Linked DNA regions of Sus scrofa: regions 1 and 3 are each linked to region 2. Evidence: chromatin contacts called from public HiChIP or PLAC-seq data. All regions are on one chromosome and are shown on one strand. Each heading gives the region's core, a stretch centred on a gene start, on an enhancer-like site or on the middle of the called end of the contact. The rest is flanking DNA. Distances are from core to core; before and after follow the strand shown.

Region 1 (4,695 bases), core at 213-2,712, 140 kb before region 2:
TGCCACCTATGTTGCAGCTTGCCCCTGCCGGGATCCTTAACCCACTGAGTGAGGCCAGGGATGGAACCCAAATCCTCATGGATACTAGTCGGATTCTTAACATGCTGAGCCACAATGGCAACTCCCTTTTTTGGGGTGGGGTGGGGTGGAGAATGTGGGCATCCATCAAAATTAATTTCTTAATCACTTATAAATAGTGCTTTTAAAATTCTTGTAACATTGAAACAGCATGTTATGTTATATGACCACTGAAATTCTTTGAGATGTTCTGCCTATTATTTTCTTCATTCTATATAAGATCACCTATTTTATAGAATAAACTATAGCTGCAAATCAGTGCGAGTTAGTAGCCACTTGAAGAGACAATTTGATTTGTATGCCTAAAATGAAATTCTCAACTATTTTAAGCTAACCTTCCAAACCACATAGCAGTAGTTTCCTGACATCCCTGTCAGAGAATTGCCACCCCGCGGTACAAAATTCCTTATCCTGGAGGGGCAGCAGGTGAATGAATAGTGGTGTTGAAAACATCTAAGAGCAATATGACCCAAACCCTGATAAATTTTGGATTAACCTACTTATTAGATTGTAAGATCATCTATGAGCAATGTTTTTCTTTTGAAAGGGTTCCTCCTATTAAACTCATTTGTTCAAATTCCACAGTTGCACTCTCTCTCCATACCTAGATATTAAGATTGAGCCTAAATCCTGAGCCTCTATGGCCAGCTCTTCCAAGAGGCTAATTCCTGGTACATCAGCGTTCGAGAAGCTATTGGAAACACGGAGGGCCGATGCGGGCAGTTTCTTGCCCAGGCCGTTTCTGCGGGGAGTACTGGCTTTGGCGAGTGTCTTAGCAGGGTCCTCAAGTGGACTGCATAAGCCAGCCCGGCGCTATCGAGCTCTGAGCTCATACCTCTCGCGGCCCAGCACGGTAGGGCCTACGGCCCTGGGTTTAAAGTCCAGGCCGTGCGGGGGTGGGGGCCAAGGGTACGCTCTCGCGCCTTGTCTGCTCCGGGGGCCGCGGTACTCTGCCAGGAGCAGATGGAGGTGTGAAGCCGCAAAGGCCAAGGAGGAGATGGCGGGGGAGGGTCGAGTACTCGTGGTGCCCTAAATCTCTCTTTGTCGTGGGTGCGGAGAACCTCTGCGCTCCAAAATGCCTGGCGTCGTCCCGGCGACACCCTGCCGTAGCCTCAGGTAGCAACCGAGAGCTTCACTGAGTAGAACCGGGACCCGCGCACACACCTCCTTCACTTCCCCAACCACCCGTCCGTTCCCCGCCCCTCCCCTCCGCGCACGCCCCGCTCCACGCACGCCCCGCCTCTTGAGCTGCCACGGGAGGCTATTCGGACGCCAGCCTATGGACGCCAGCCCCGCCCCGCGCCCCCGCCTTGCACCCTGCTCTGCGCGCCGCCACGTGATGCGGCTCACTGCCAGCCAATGGGCGCAGGCCTTGCCTCTCGCCCCGCCCCGCGCGCCGTGGCCGTTTGAAGTGACTAATTTCTGTCATATGACTGAGGCGCCTATGGGGGTGGCGGGGCAGCTCTAGGAGCAGGGGCCTGGCGAGAGCCTTGAGGAGCGACCCTGGCCTGGCCGTGGCCACCATGGCTCCTACGCTGTTCCAGAAGCTCTTCAGCAAGAGGAACGGCCTGGGGGCGTCTGGTCGGGATGCAAGAGACCCGGATTGTGCGTTCAGGTAGGCACTGCAGGGCGAGGGGCGCGAGGCCGATGGCCTGGTGGCCTCGGCTTCCAGAGGTGCTGGGGCTTTCGGTGTTCACGCTCGCGCGGTAGCGCCGCGCCAGGACCGGGATCTGAGCCGGCGGTCGGGAGGGGCCGAGCAGCTTTGTGCTGGAGTGTTCGAGCGAGCTCCTTTCTCCCCAACCCCCCAACCCCATGGCTGCCCCTTCCTCTTCGTCCGGGTGGGTTTGTTTACGCCTTGCTCGTCAGCCGCTCGCGGGTCTGCCCCACAGGACCGAGCATCGCGGCTGAGCTTAGGGTCCACACGCCTTCCTGGAGGCGCGTAGAGTTGGGCGCGGGCTGGATTGGACCTCAGCCGCCGTCCTCCGGGCGGAGTAGTTCTCCCCTCCTCCCCGTGCCCAGTCGTCCTCTGGGTGCTCCATTCCAGTTTGGTTGCTGTCGTGGAGAGAGCGGCACGTTTTGGCCAACCTTCCGAGTTTAGAGTAGGCTGTTTCAGTAGACAAGCTGCCATTCTTTCGCATTTCTTGTAAACCTAAATTGAAGGTGTGTAGATACCGGACCTAGTGGCCCTAATGTTACCGAAGGAGGGAGATACGTGAAACCTCAGAGGTTGTGGTTATTACTGACCAGAATGAGGCTGCGCTAAATCAAATGAAGCACAGCCATAGAATTGACCATCCTCTTGAGACTGTTACTAAAAATGAGTCTTTAAAGATTGAGACTGATAGCGACATATTTTGTGGTATTACAGGCTTTGTTAATTTTTGGTTGCAGTACCTGTTGCTGATAGGAAAACTTTAAAATTGTAAGACTTAATAATAAGCCTGAATTCCAGGTAAAATTTAGTTTCGAAACTTCTTTTGAAGATGAGATTATGTCTTCCAAACAGCCTTCATACTTGTTGCCGTGTGAAAGCTTGTGAATGTAACTAGGCTAAATGTCAAATATCACTCAATCTTGGTAGGGTAGCAAAGAGCCCAGTTGTACAGTAGTAGTAGGAAAAAATGAACATCTGTTAAATTTTGCAACACCCACAGTCTAAAATGACTGCACCACACTGGTTTAAAAGGTTTTGATAATCCTAAAATTATTCACTCTCGGTAATACAGGTCCCATTAATACATATTCAGTAAAGTAAAATTGAGGTATTAAATGGAAAGAAGTTTGACTTTTAGAGGAAGAAAAATGTAAATGGTGAACATCTTGGAACGGTGCTTCGAAAAGACAGTTATCTAGCTTTCGGTCCTTTCTACTGGGAAATAAATGTCTTGCCCTGTTCATCTAATGACTTTCTTTAAAGATTTCTTTGGTATTTTTATTTTGAAAAATGAAAGTGCAGTGTAGATCATACTACATTGAGCCATCTAGTAAGCCAAGGGTCAGTAGAAAGTAAGTTCAGGAGGGATATTAAAATATTTGAAGAGGCATTCTATTTCTGAGCAAAGATTCACTTTGGGGTACCCAAGTTTCCAAGCATCTCAAGTCATTGTTTTGAAAACAAAACAAAACTGTTTTTTGAAAATGTAAGTATTCTGTATGGTTGTGTAATACTACTTCAGAGTTGCTCAAGTGCTTTCTCATCGGTTATCTCATGTGATGTTTCACAACAACCTTGTGAGATAGGGCAAGTAGCAGTGTAGATAAATACATGATACTTCTTCCAGTGAAATTAAGAATTATGTGTAAGCACAATAACTGCAGAATAGTATGGAAGTTATTACTTTAAAAAATGTGTGGAAGTGTACATTTGAGAAGATGAAAACTAGTAACAACACACACCTAATAACTTGCAAATTTAATCAACCCAAGTTTTTTTTTAACATCTTCATTGAGCTGTAATTTACATGCAGTGAAATTGAGCCATTTTAAGTGTATAGTTATATGAATTTTGCTATATGTATTCAGTTGTGTACCCCTCACTTCAGTGAGGTTTTAGAACATTGCAACACCCCTAGAACCCCTCATGCCCCTTTTCTGTCGTTCCTTAACCCCTCCTGCCCAGGGCAATCACTGATCCGCTTTTTGTGTAATTACAAAGGTTTTGACTTTTCTAGAATCTTTTGTGTCTGGCTTATTTTAATTCTTGATGATTTTGACATTCATCCATGTTTTGCATTTATCAGTAGTTCCTCCCATTTTATTGCTGAATAGTTTTCCATTGTATAGGTACACCACAATTTATTTATCCATTCCCTGGTTGGGAAACATTTGGGTTGTTTTCAGATTTGGGCTATAAGGAACAATGCTGCTGTGAACATTTGTGAACAATCCTTACCCAGAAATAGGTTTTCATTTCTCTAGGAGTGGGATTGCTGGGTCATATGCAAAGTATATGCTTAACTTTTTAAAAAAATTGCCAAGCTTTCCCAAAATAGTTGTACCATTTGTATTCCCACTGGCAGTGTGTGAAGGTTACAGTTGTTCCAGATCCTCTGCAATAACTGATATTGTTAGTCTGATTTTTTTTATAAGCTTTTTTTTACGTTGTAAAAAATACCTGACAAAATGTACTGTTAACCATTTTAGAGTTTTGATTATATACATTCTAATGGGCATAGAAAATCTTGTGATTTTAATTTGCATTTCCCAAACAATAAATGATGTTTAGCATCTTTTTATGTAATCAGGTTTTGGAGTAAAGTAAAATTTAAAATTTAGTGTTCCTTGCAGTATACCATGCTTTCCTTTCTAGAATCCTTTTTTGGTTTTGTTTTTAGTCAGCTTTAAGTTATTAAATTAGGCTTGGACACGGTTAGCCATTGGCAACTAACTGTAGCTCAGCCTGTAAGATTTCGTTCCTAGAATAAGCAGTATGCAAGGCCCAGTGGTGATAAGCCACAATAGGGTTCTAGGATAGAAAAGACTTTTGATAGAGAAGCCTTTCAGTGTTGTCTTTCATAGTTATCTCATTGAGAAAGTTGGTCAGGGATTACCCTCTTCCCTTCAGTCTTAAGTCCCTTAGCTTAGAGGTTTCTGGTGCTTGTCCTTTCTAAGCTTCTT
Region 2 (4,945 bases), core at 2,055-4,554:
GCCCTAAAAAGCAAAAAAAAAAAAGACCAATCCAGAACCTGACATAGTTTAAAGTGGTTTTCAAACATAGTAAATCAACTGTACTTCAATAAAACTTAAGAAAAGAGTGCTCTTAACTTCTGTCTTTTTGTTGGCTTGCTGTTCTGCAAAGATGGCCATATGATTATGTCTGCCTGATGAGCATTCAGTTTTGCATGATAGTTGCCTAGCCAGATATCTTTCTTTGCCATTGGAGAGCAATCTAGTGGCTGTCTTTCTAATAGCAAAATCCCCTCTTCATCAGTTAGTCCTTAGGTATTTCTTTTTGTTCATTCAGCAAATATTGATTGAGCCCAGGAATAAGTCAGTAAATAGCAGATGTTCTCAAAGATTTAACTGTTTTTATTTTCCTAGAACTTAATAAATTACTTGCATTCAGCACTTTTTCCTTTTAGACACAAGAAAATACTGTTGAATCCTGTCTTGGAGGTTGGCTTTTTTCTGAAAATGGCCATTAGAGTTTTCACTATCTCCTCACTTTTTTCATATACTAAAGCATAAATACAGGATGATAATGGACAAGGTAGATTTTGAAAATATGCTTAAATTTAGATTTGTATAATTATTATCGGTATTAATATACTATTGTTATCATTGCTATTTTATGATAAAGCCTTTATTTGGAAGTTATTTTTGTAGACAATTCATTTTTCCTTGTTAAATATTATATAATATACACTAATATAACCATCTCTTGGTTCAAAACAAGAATCATTTTCAGTAACCCAGAAGTCCCCCTCCTCTGGGGAATTATGTGCCTTATTCTGATCATAATAACTCTCCCTTCTCGTTTTTGTAACTACTAACCTGACTTCTGTGAACATTTCCTTGCTTTCTTGTTATAGTTTTACTTCTGTGTATGCATCCTTAAGTGGTATACTTTCATTTTGCTCTTATTTGAATTTTGTGTAATTATACTTCATGCTTTGTTTTGCTTTTTTTCTATCAACATTATCCTGGAGGTAGTTCCCGTTGTGGCACAGCAGAAACGAAGCCGACTAGTAACCATGAGGTTGTGGGTTCGATCCCTGGCCTTGCTCAGTGGGTTAGGATCCTGGGTTGCCATGAGCTGTGGTGTAGGTTGCAGACGTGGCTCAGATCTCAAGTTGTTGTGCTTGTGGTGAGGAGGTCAGCTGTAACTCTGATTGGACCCCTAGCCTGGGAATCTCCATATGCTGTGGGTGCGGCCTTAGAAAGCCAAAAAAAAAAATTATTTTGGAGATTCATTCATGTGCTGTTTAGCTGTATTCCATGAATACACAACGTTTTACCTATTCTGTAATTGATGTACATTTGGGTTATTTCCATTTTTGTGCTAATATGAAAATTGACCACTTTTGCTCATCTTTTCTGGGTATTCTTTAGGATTACATCAAGGAGTGGGCTTGCTGTCAGAAGGTTTAAGTTTCAGCTTTACTAGGTAACTTTTTTTTCTGTGTGGTTTCCCAATATACAGTTAACCAGCGGTTTGTGCGAGTTCCTGTTGCTCCACATCTTCATGAACACTTAAATGGTTTTCTAATGGGGAAAAAAATGGCATTAAAAAAATGCCAGACAAACCTATCCTATTCTTCACATTTGGTCACCATGCCTTTTTTTTTTTTTTTTTTTTTTTTTTTTTTGGCTTTTTAGGGACGCATGTGCAGCATATGGAAGTTTCCAGGCTAGGGGTCTAATCGCCACAGCAACGCAGGATCTGAGCCTCTTCTGAGACCTACAGCACAGCTCATGGCAAGGCAGGATCCTCAACGACTGAGCGAGGCCAGGGATCAAATTCACGGCCTCATGGATAGTAGTTGGGTTTGTTAACAGTTGAGCCACGATGGGAACTCCTGCTCATCATGCTTTAATTCCATTACCCTCTTTTCAAAACATTGATGTGGCTCTAGAAACATTCTTGGAAGAATGGAAGGGATAACCTTTGTGATGGTACACAGACCTTTGAGAAGCTGTTTATACCCACAAAAATGATGAAAATGGGTCATTGCAATTATTTGTGATTAGTTTCTTTCCAGAGTGGCTGAGCCATAAGTTCACTGGTATGGTTTTTGTGCTATATTCAAAAAAGAAAGGTGCTATTATGTTGTAAACTTCAAGTTTGAGCAAGCCGAATGAGCAGTGGAAAACAAAACCCCTTTTAACGTCAGCCATCATTACTAGGTCCCTGAAATGGTGAATGCTGCAGGCTGAATGCTCCTTTTCCCTTTTGTTGCTCTAAAATATAATTTTCTTACCATGTCATTTAAAAATTAATGTGAATAACGTCATAATCGTAAATCACTTTGAGTTATTCAGTGAACCATGCCAATTGTTGTGAGAAATACTAAGGAATACCTAGGTACAAGCTGAGGGAGCTTAAAATTAATTGGAAAGGACATGCCTATGTGGCTCCAAAGTAGGTAATTGCGTTACTACTGCGGCCCATCTGTACAGTAACGAGATGGGAGAGAAATGGACTATTTTAGAACGATGGAAGCACTCTGCAGGTGCCTGACTGCTCCGGAGAGTGGCCTAGACGTTCTTCTTACCAACGGACTAATAAATGGAAATTTGCTTTATTTGGTGTGTGGGGAAACCGACTATTATGTTAAAAGCAGTGGGAAAGCGGTCACTCCTGAGTCAGGCAACCCTAGGCCCACTGCTTGAGAAAGGGTTTTGGCGAGGAAAGAGGGCTGTCCTTGGCATTGGTTAAACGAACGCAGCGCAGACTGGCTTCGCGAACGAGCAGTAACTCTAAGCGGGCTCCCCACCCCTGCTCAAAGCCGCGAAGCTTCGATTCCTCTACTCTCATGTCAGGGCGTCCGTCTTAGACACGCAGGGACTTCTCAGTGGGTCCCTTCCACAAGAGTCATTTTATTAGAACACACATAGGTAAGAGCGTTATGAACTTCGTTGTTTACAACGGCAGCTTCCACTTCCGCACATCCTCCAAGGCAGAGGTCTCGGAGCGGCAGGGTAAGAGCTCTGCCCTTTGGCCACGCCTCGAACTTCCGGCTTTTGGCACAGAAAGAACTCCCGGCCCAGCTACCCCAAGGTTCCGCCCCCAACTCGCTATTTTCGCTTAGTCCCTCATAGCGCGTTTCCGGTCCCTCCACCGGAAGCTGGAGCAGCCGAAACCGCAACTCTGAGACGGACCCCGTGACCTGCTTCAGTGAGCTCTCGCGACGTGTTTTCAAATCTCACGAAGAAGGGTTGGAAGAAGCTAAACTGCCCCGCCCCAGTTTTTACGTCATCGCGGAGTCACGCCCTTAGGCGCTCGTTTGCGCGCTCGCGCGTGCTGCGCGTGCGCACTCTTCTGCCCTCCGCCCCCGCGCGGGCTTCCCTCTGACCAGTCGCGCGTGGGCTGAGGCCCTGGGCGGGCGTTGCGAAGGCTTGTTTGCCAAAGCGCAGTCGCCGCCGCAGTCTGAAGTTTCCTTCTTTGGGGGAAGCGGGGGAGGGTGTAGACCCCCCCACTAGGGTGAATGGGCTGTCGCGTGGGCTGCTAAGGGCAGCCTGGGGAGCACGGTGCCGGGGCCGTGACCATGAACTCGCCCGTGGACCCCGGCGCTAGGCAGGCGCTGAAGAAGAAGCCGCCCGAGCGGACGCCCGAGGTAAGGCCAGTCGACCCGGCGCGCTTCCCGCTGTCCGAGGAACAGCATCCCTCTGTCGGTCCGAGACCTGTGGCGACTGTCCCCTTGGCAGAGCCTCGCACCTGCTACCCTGGTATCTGTTCTCTGGGTCCCCGGACCTGGTCCGGGCCCTTCTCGCGGGCGGGGAAACCACCGTCTTTCCTGCTCGCCGTGCCGCCTTCCCCGCACAGCCGTCCTTGCCGGTGACTTCCTAGTGTTTTCGACAAGAAAGCAGCATTACTAAATCGTATTTTCTCAGGTTTTAATATGAGTCTCCGAGTGAGATTGTTCCGTAGACTGTGAAAAAGCGAGGTGGAAATTGTAGGTGAACTGTAACAGCCATGTTATTAAGAAACAACTTCTCAAAGGTCCTTGAAATACTATTCACTTGCCTAAAGAACGATAAAGTTTTCAAGGTCAGCTTAAAACTTTACATCCAGTCAGAGGCTGAATTCTGGTGGAGAATTATGCCTATTTAAAGATTAGTTGAGGTGGTTTTTCAAATTATGTCATTGGGAAATTTTACAGTATTTTGTGCTTGTATGCGAAACTTCTGTATTGGGTTAGCAGTAATGGCATTAAGCTTAAATGATTTTCATTTGACCTGAAGGCTAGTTTTCAGGTACATAACTAAAACCTGTTAACCTTGCCCATCCCTGTATAGAGTGCTTAGATTTTGTGGGAAGGTTCTCCTTGATGTGGAGAAGTTTCCATAATAAGCGGTATGTTTCCTAAACCCCCAAACAAAAAAACAACAATGTGAATGAATTGTTGGATTGTCTTGTGTGTAATTGCAATACATGAAATGAAGTGCTTTGGTTAGTTTTTCCTAAGTCACCTTTGAGTTTTTTTAGATTTAAATGGTTTGCATAGTATGTCTCAGTAATTTTGGCTCACCTTTTGCGACATGACTTATTCAACTTATTCAAGCTGTAATTATGGGAGCTCTTGAACTTTGCAAAGAAACAAAGCAAATTCTATCACTTTCTACAGTCTTTTTTTTTTTTTTTTTTTTTTGGTCTTTTTAGGCCCGCACCCGCAGCATATAGAGGTTCCCAGGTTAGGGGTTGAATTGGAGCTGTAGTTGTCGGCCTACAACCACAGCCACAGCAACGCCAGATCCAAGCCACATCCGTGACCTACACCACAGCTCATGACAACACCGGATCCTTAACCCACTGAGTGAGGCCGGGGATCTAACCCTCAACCTCATGGTTCCTAGTTGGATTCTTTTCCCCTGCTCCATGATGGGAACTCCCACAGTCCTATTTTTGAGACTTTCATTTATAATCCCAGGT
Region 3 (4,356 bases), core at 422-2,921, 250 kb after region 2:
TTGTAAGTAAATGAGAGCAAACACAACACTCTACGCCCTCCCCACCCCAGTAGTCAGTAAGGACATAGAAGATTGCAACAACACAACTAACACACTTAATCTCATGGACCTGTATAAAACACTGAATTAGCAACAACTGCAAAATATACATTACTTCTGGGCGATCCTGGAGCATTTATCCAAGTTGACTATATGTTAGGCCATAAAGGAACTATTAACAAATTTCAAAGAATTGAACTCATATAGACAAGGCTCTCTGCAGCAGATTTAAATGAAAAATTGGTAACAAAAATTTAAAAATTTGTAAGTTAAAGAATTCCTACCAGAGTTCCCACTGTGGCTCAGCAATAACTAAACCGAATAGTATATGTGAGGATCCGGGTTTAATCCCTGCCCTTGCTCAGCAGGTTAAGGATCCGGTGTTGCTGTGAGCTGTGGTGTAGGTTGCAGATGTGGTTTAGACCCGCTGTGGCTGTGGCTGGCAGCTCTGATTAGATCCCTAACCTGGGAAGTTACATGTGCGGCCCTAAAATGCAAAAAAAAAAAAAAAAAAAAAAAAAAATTCCAGTAACCCAGTGGAAAGCAGAAATTATTTTGAACTGAATGAAAATGTAGATAAGAATGTCGGAACCTTTTGGTTGTTTATTAAAGTTGTACTTGACGGGAAATTGTATAGCCTTAAGTGCATGTGTTAGAAAAGTAGAAAGGATAAGCTATGAGATCCTGCTGTGTAGCACTGGGAACTGTATCTGGTCACTTATGATGGAACATGATAATGTGAGAAAAAGAATGTATGTATGTTCATGTGACTGGGTCCCCTTTCTGTACAGTAGAAAATTGACATAACACTGTAAACCAGCTATAATGGGAAAAAAATAAAAATCACTAAAAAGCAGAAAGGCTGAAAATGAGTTAGCTAAACATTCTTCTCAAGAAACCAGAATAATAAATAGCAAAATAAATTTAAATACATGGAATTAAAAAGGGAGGGCTGCCTAACAAAGCAGTAAGTTCTCTTGAAAGACTAATAAGGAGTTCCTGCTGTGACACAACAGGATTGGCGGCATCTCTGCAGCTCCAGGTCATGGGTTCCGTCCCCAGACGAGCACAGTGATTTGAAGAAGCCAGTGTTGCTACAGCTGCAGTGTGGGTCACGCCTGCAGCTCAGATCTGATCCCTGGCCCAGCTCAGATCTGATCCCTGGCCCAGGAACTCCTTGTGCCACAGGATGGCCAAAAAAGAAAAAAAAAAATGTTGAGTCTGTCATTTGAAAGCCTTTCCACAAAGAAAACTTAAGTCCTGGATGGCTCTATCTGCAAGTTATACCAGACACTTAACAGAAAAATAACACTGATGCTACATAACAAAATCTCAGAATGGTAGGGATTTCTTAAATAATACCCTCAAAGAAAACACAAATAATGAAGGAAATGATTGGTTTATTTGACTTAAAAACATGTTCATCAGGAAACACCATTTCAAAGAATAAAAGGCCATGGAGTTGAAACATGTAATACATATCCCCCTGTAAGGACAGGTAACCAGAATATATAAAGTACTTCTTTAATATTTCTTTATTGCATAGTTGATTTACAAGGTTAATTTCTGTTGTACAACAGAGTGATTCAGTTATATAATATATTATATATATATACACACACACATACACATTCTTTTTCACATTATTTTCCATTGTGGTTTATCACAGGTTATTGATATAGTTCCCTGTGCTATACAGTAGGATCTTGTTATTTTTCTAAGAAGCTAAAGTATATCAGAAAAAAGAAAAATAGCACCCAGTAGAAAAGTGAGTAAAAGAATTACGCACTTCATAAGAGGGGAAATTGTCCAATAACCATGGAAAGGTGCTTAATCCCATTATGTAAATCCAATTATGAAATAAATTTGTAATTGATGATAAGGTGTTAGCTATGCTGCCTTCTCTTTGGAGTGTGGGTGACACTTGATCTTGGGCCAAAAGCTATCCTTTGGATAAAGCAAGAATAGGGCTAAGTGGGGAAGTTGTAGTAAAAAATGCACTGGGGCCGCCAGGTGGCGCCATGCTGCAATGAGACTCCTTGTGGAATCCTTTAAAAAGGTGAGAACAAAACAATGTTTTATATATAAATTTACTAATTTTTAATTTTAAATGTATTTTAGGTTGTGACTTGTTAAATTTAGCAATGTGAGTTAAGGTTTATAATGTGATAATTTGATATACTTAACACATTGTGAAGCGATTACCACAGTCAAGGCATATATCATCGCATTAGTTATCTTTCTTTATAGTGAGAACACTTAAGATCTGCTCTATTAAGACATTTCAAGTTTATAATATTGGAAAATAGTTCCTCAAGAAATTGAAAGCAGAACTACTATATGATCCAGCAGTCCCACTTCTTGGTATATATCCGAAGGAAATGAAATCATCCTTTCAAAGAGATACCTGCCCTCCTGTGTTCATTGCAGCCTTATTCACAGTAGCAGGATATGCAAACTAAATGTCCATTGATAGAGGAATGGATAAAGAAAATGTGTGTGAATATGTAAACAGTGTTTTCATTTCTTTTGCAAGCTTACCTTCCTCAAAATTCTTGCTAAATAATGTAGTTCCTCAAAAACAAAGAAGAGCAAAGTAGTTTCTTAACCATCTTAACAGATATGTCTGCAGCCCACAGTGAAATATCTCAGAAGACTTTCTCACAGAGGTAATGAAAAGGAAGCATTTCCAGGAGTTCCCACCATGGCGTGGTGGGATTGGTGGCATTTCTGGAGCGTTGGGACATAGGTTCCATCAATCCCCGGCCCAGAGCAGTGAGTTAAGGATCCAGCATTACCTCAGCTGCGGGATAGGTTGCAACTGCAGCTCAGATCTGGGAAATCCATATGCCAGGAGTGGCCATAAAAAAGAAAATAAGTTAGTTTTAAAAAAGGAAGCCTTTCCAGTTAGAAAAGATATAATTTTAGACATTCTGTTTGCGTGATCTTCAGAGATAAAGGTTAGTATGGATACACCTATTTCCTAATACAGTGTTTTTGCATTTGGACATTAGATTTGCAATTTTAATGAATGGGTCTTTTGCAGGGCTCCCGAGGGAAATCTAGAAAACACAAATGGCCCAACTCTGAACAGGATTGAAAAGCAGGTAATATATCTAAGAGCTAATTAAATGGTCTGTACTGAACAACACGCTCCAAAGACTCCTAGCAGCTGCTCATTTGTTCTACCTGGTGTTATTGGCCTTTTTAAATTTGATCATTTTCGCGGGTATGTAACGGTATTGTGGTTTTAGTTTTCATTTGCCTTATTGTTCATGGAGTTTGTCTCCTTTTCATATTTGTATCAGCCATTTGGTTTGCACTAATATGAAATGCTTTCTGAGTCTATTTTCTTCTTCTGGATTATCGATATTTATATTTTCTGGATATGACTCCTTCATCTGTTATGTCTGTGCTAGAGATCTCTCTCACCCTTTGGCTTTCATAGCCTTAATGCTGTCTGTTGGCGAAAACAACTTCTTAATTTTGAACTAGAAAAACCTATGCTTTCCCTTTTTGGTTAGTGCTTTGTTTGTGATCTGTTTAAGAAGTCTTTTTCTACTCCAGCGTATTTGTGTTATCTTTTAAATTTTTTTTTAATTTCGCTCTGAGGTATGTCTGGAATGTGTAGTGCGAGGTAGAAGTCAGGTTTTATTCTCATATCTGCAGATTGTTCCTGTACCCTTTATTGAAAAGATAAGTCTGTGTTCTCTTTTATCAGCCTGTTAGTTCTTCCATTCCCCAATACCTCCTTGTCTTAATTATTCTAGAACCATAATACGTACTGATATCTGATAAAGAAAGTTTTTTTCTGACACTGTTCTTTTTTTCAATAATACATAAGCTATTCTTGTATCATTGCATTTCCAAATGAATTTTACAACCAGTTTATCAACTTATACGCACACGTGCACACACAAACAATTGCAATTTTGAATGGGATTTTCTTGAAATTACATACCAATTTAAAGGAAATTAACATCCTCTTAAATTTTAGTTTTCCTATCTATGAAGCCAGTATATGTCTCCATTTATTTAGATTTTCTTTTGCTTTCACTGCTTTATTATTTTGGTTTAAGGGCTTTCCTATTTTTCATCTAAGATTTATTTTTAGGTGTTTGATGTGGGTTTTTTGTTATTTTTTTCTCCTGCTTTATGGAGGTGTATTTGACAAATCAAAAGTATATATGTTTTAGATGTATGTCTTAGTCCATTTGGGCTAATGTAACAAAATGCCATAGACTGGATGGCTTATAAACAACAAAAATTTCTTTGTCACAGTTCTAAAGACTGCGAAGTCCAAGATCAGGATGCTGG

The links. HiChIP or PLAC-seq counts read pairs in DNA pulled down with a chosen protein or histone mark.
Region 1: an H3K27ac HiChIP or PLAC-seq map of skeletal muscle shows a contact between it and region 2. The contact joins the promoter of FNIP1 here to the promoter of RAPGEF6 in region 2. A contact is called at or near these places in 10 of 47 Hi-C or Micro-C datasets (alveolar macrophages, blood, embryonic fibroblasts and 6 more) and 2 of 2 datasets of contacts at active chromatin or transcription factors (alveolar macrophages and skeletal muscle).
Region 3: a contact with region 2 is called in an H3K27ac HiChIP or PLAC-seq map of alveolar macrophages. The contact joins the promoter of LOC110259698 here to the promoter of RAPGEF6 in region 2. A contact is called at or near these places in 1 of 47 Hi-C or Micro-C datasets (embryonic fibroblasts) and 1 of 2 datasets of contacts at active chromatin or transcription factors (alveolar macrophages).

What each region holds. Positions count from the first base shown.
Region 1 is chr2:134,090,175-134,094,869 of Sscrofa11.1, reverse strand. It overlaps FNIP1 (folliculin-interacting protein 1), which reads left to right and starts at 1,462. Exons shown (of 18, transcript XM_021085414.1): 1 at 1,462-1,693. The coding sequence starts at 1,602.
Region 2 is chr2:133,949,778-133,954,722 of Sscrofa11.1, reverse strand. It overlaps RAPGEF6 (rap guanine nucleotide exchange factor 6), which reads left to right and starts at 3,304. Exons shown (of 30, transcript XM_021085403.1): 1 at 3,304-3,629. The coding sequence starts at 3,561.
Region 3 is chr2:133,701,530-133,705,885 of Sscrofa11.1, reverse strand. LOC110259698 reads left to right here and starts at 1,671. Exons shown (of 6, transcript XR_002342086.1): 1 at 1,671-2,999; 2 at 3,086-3,146.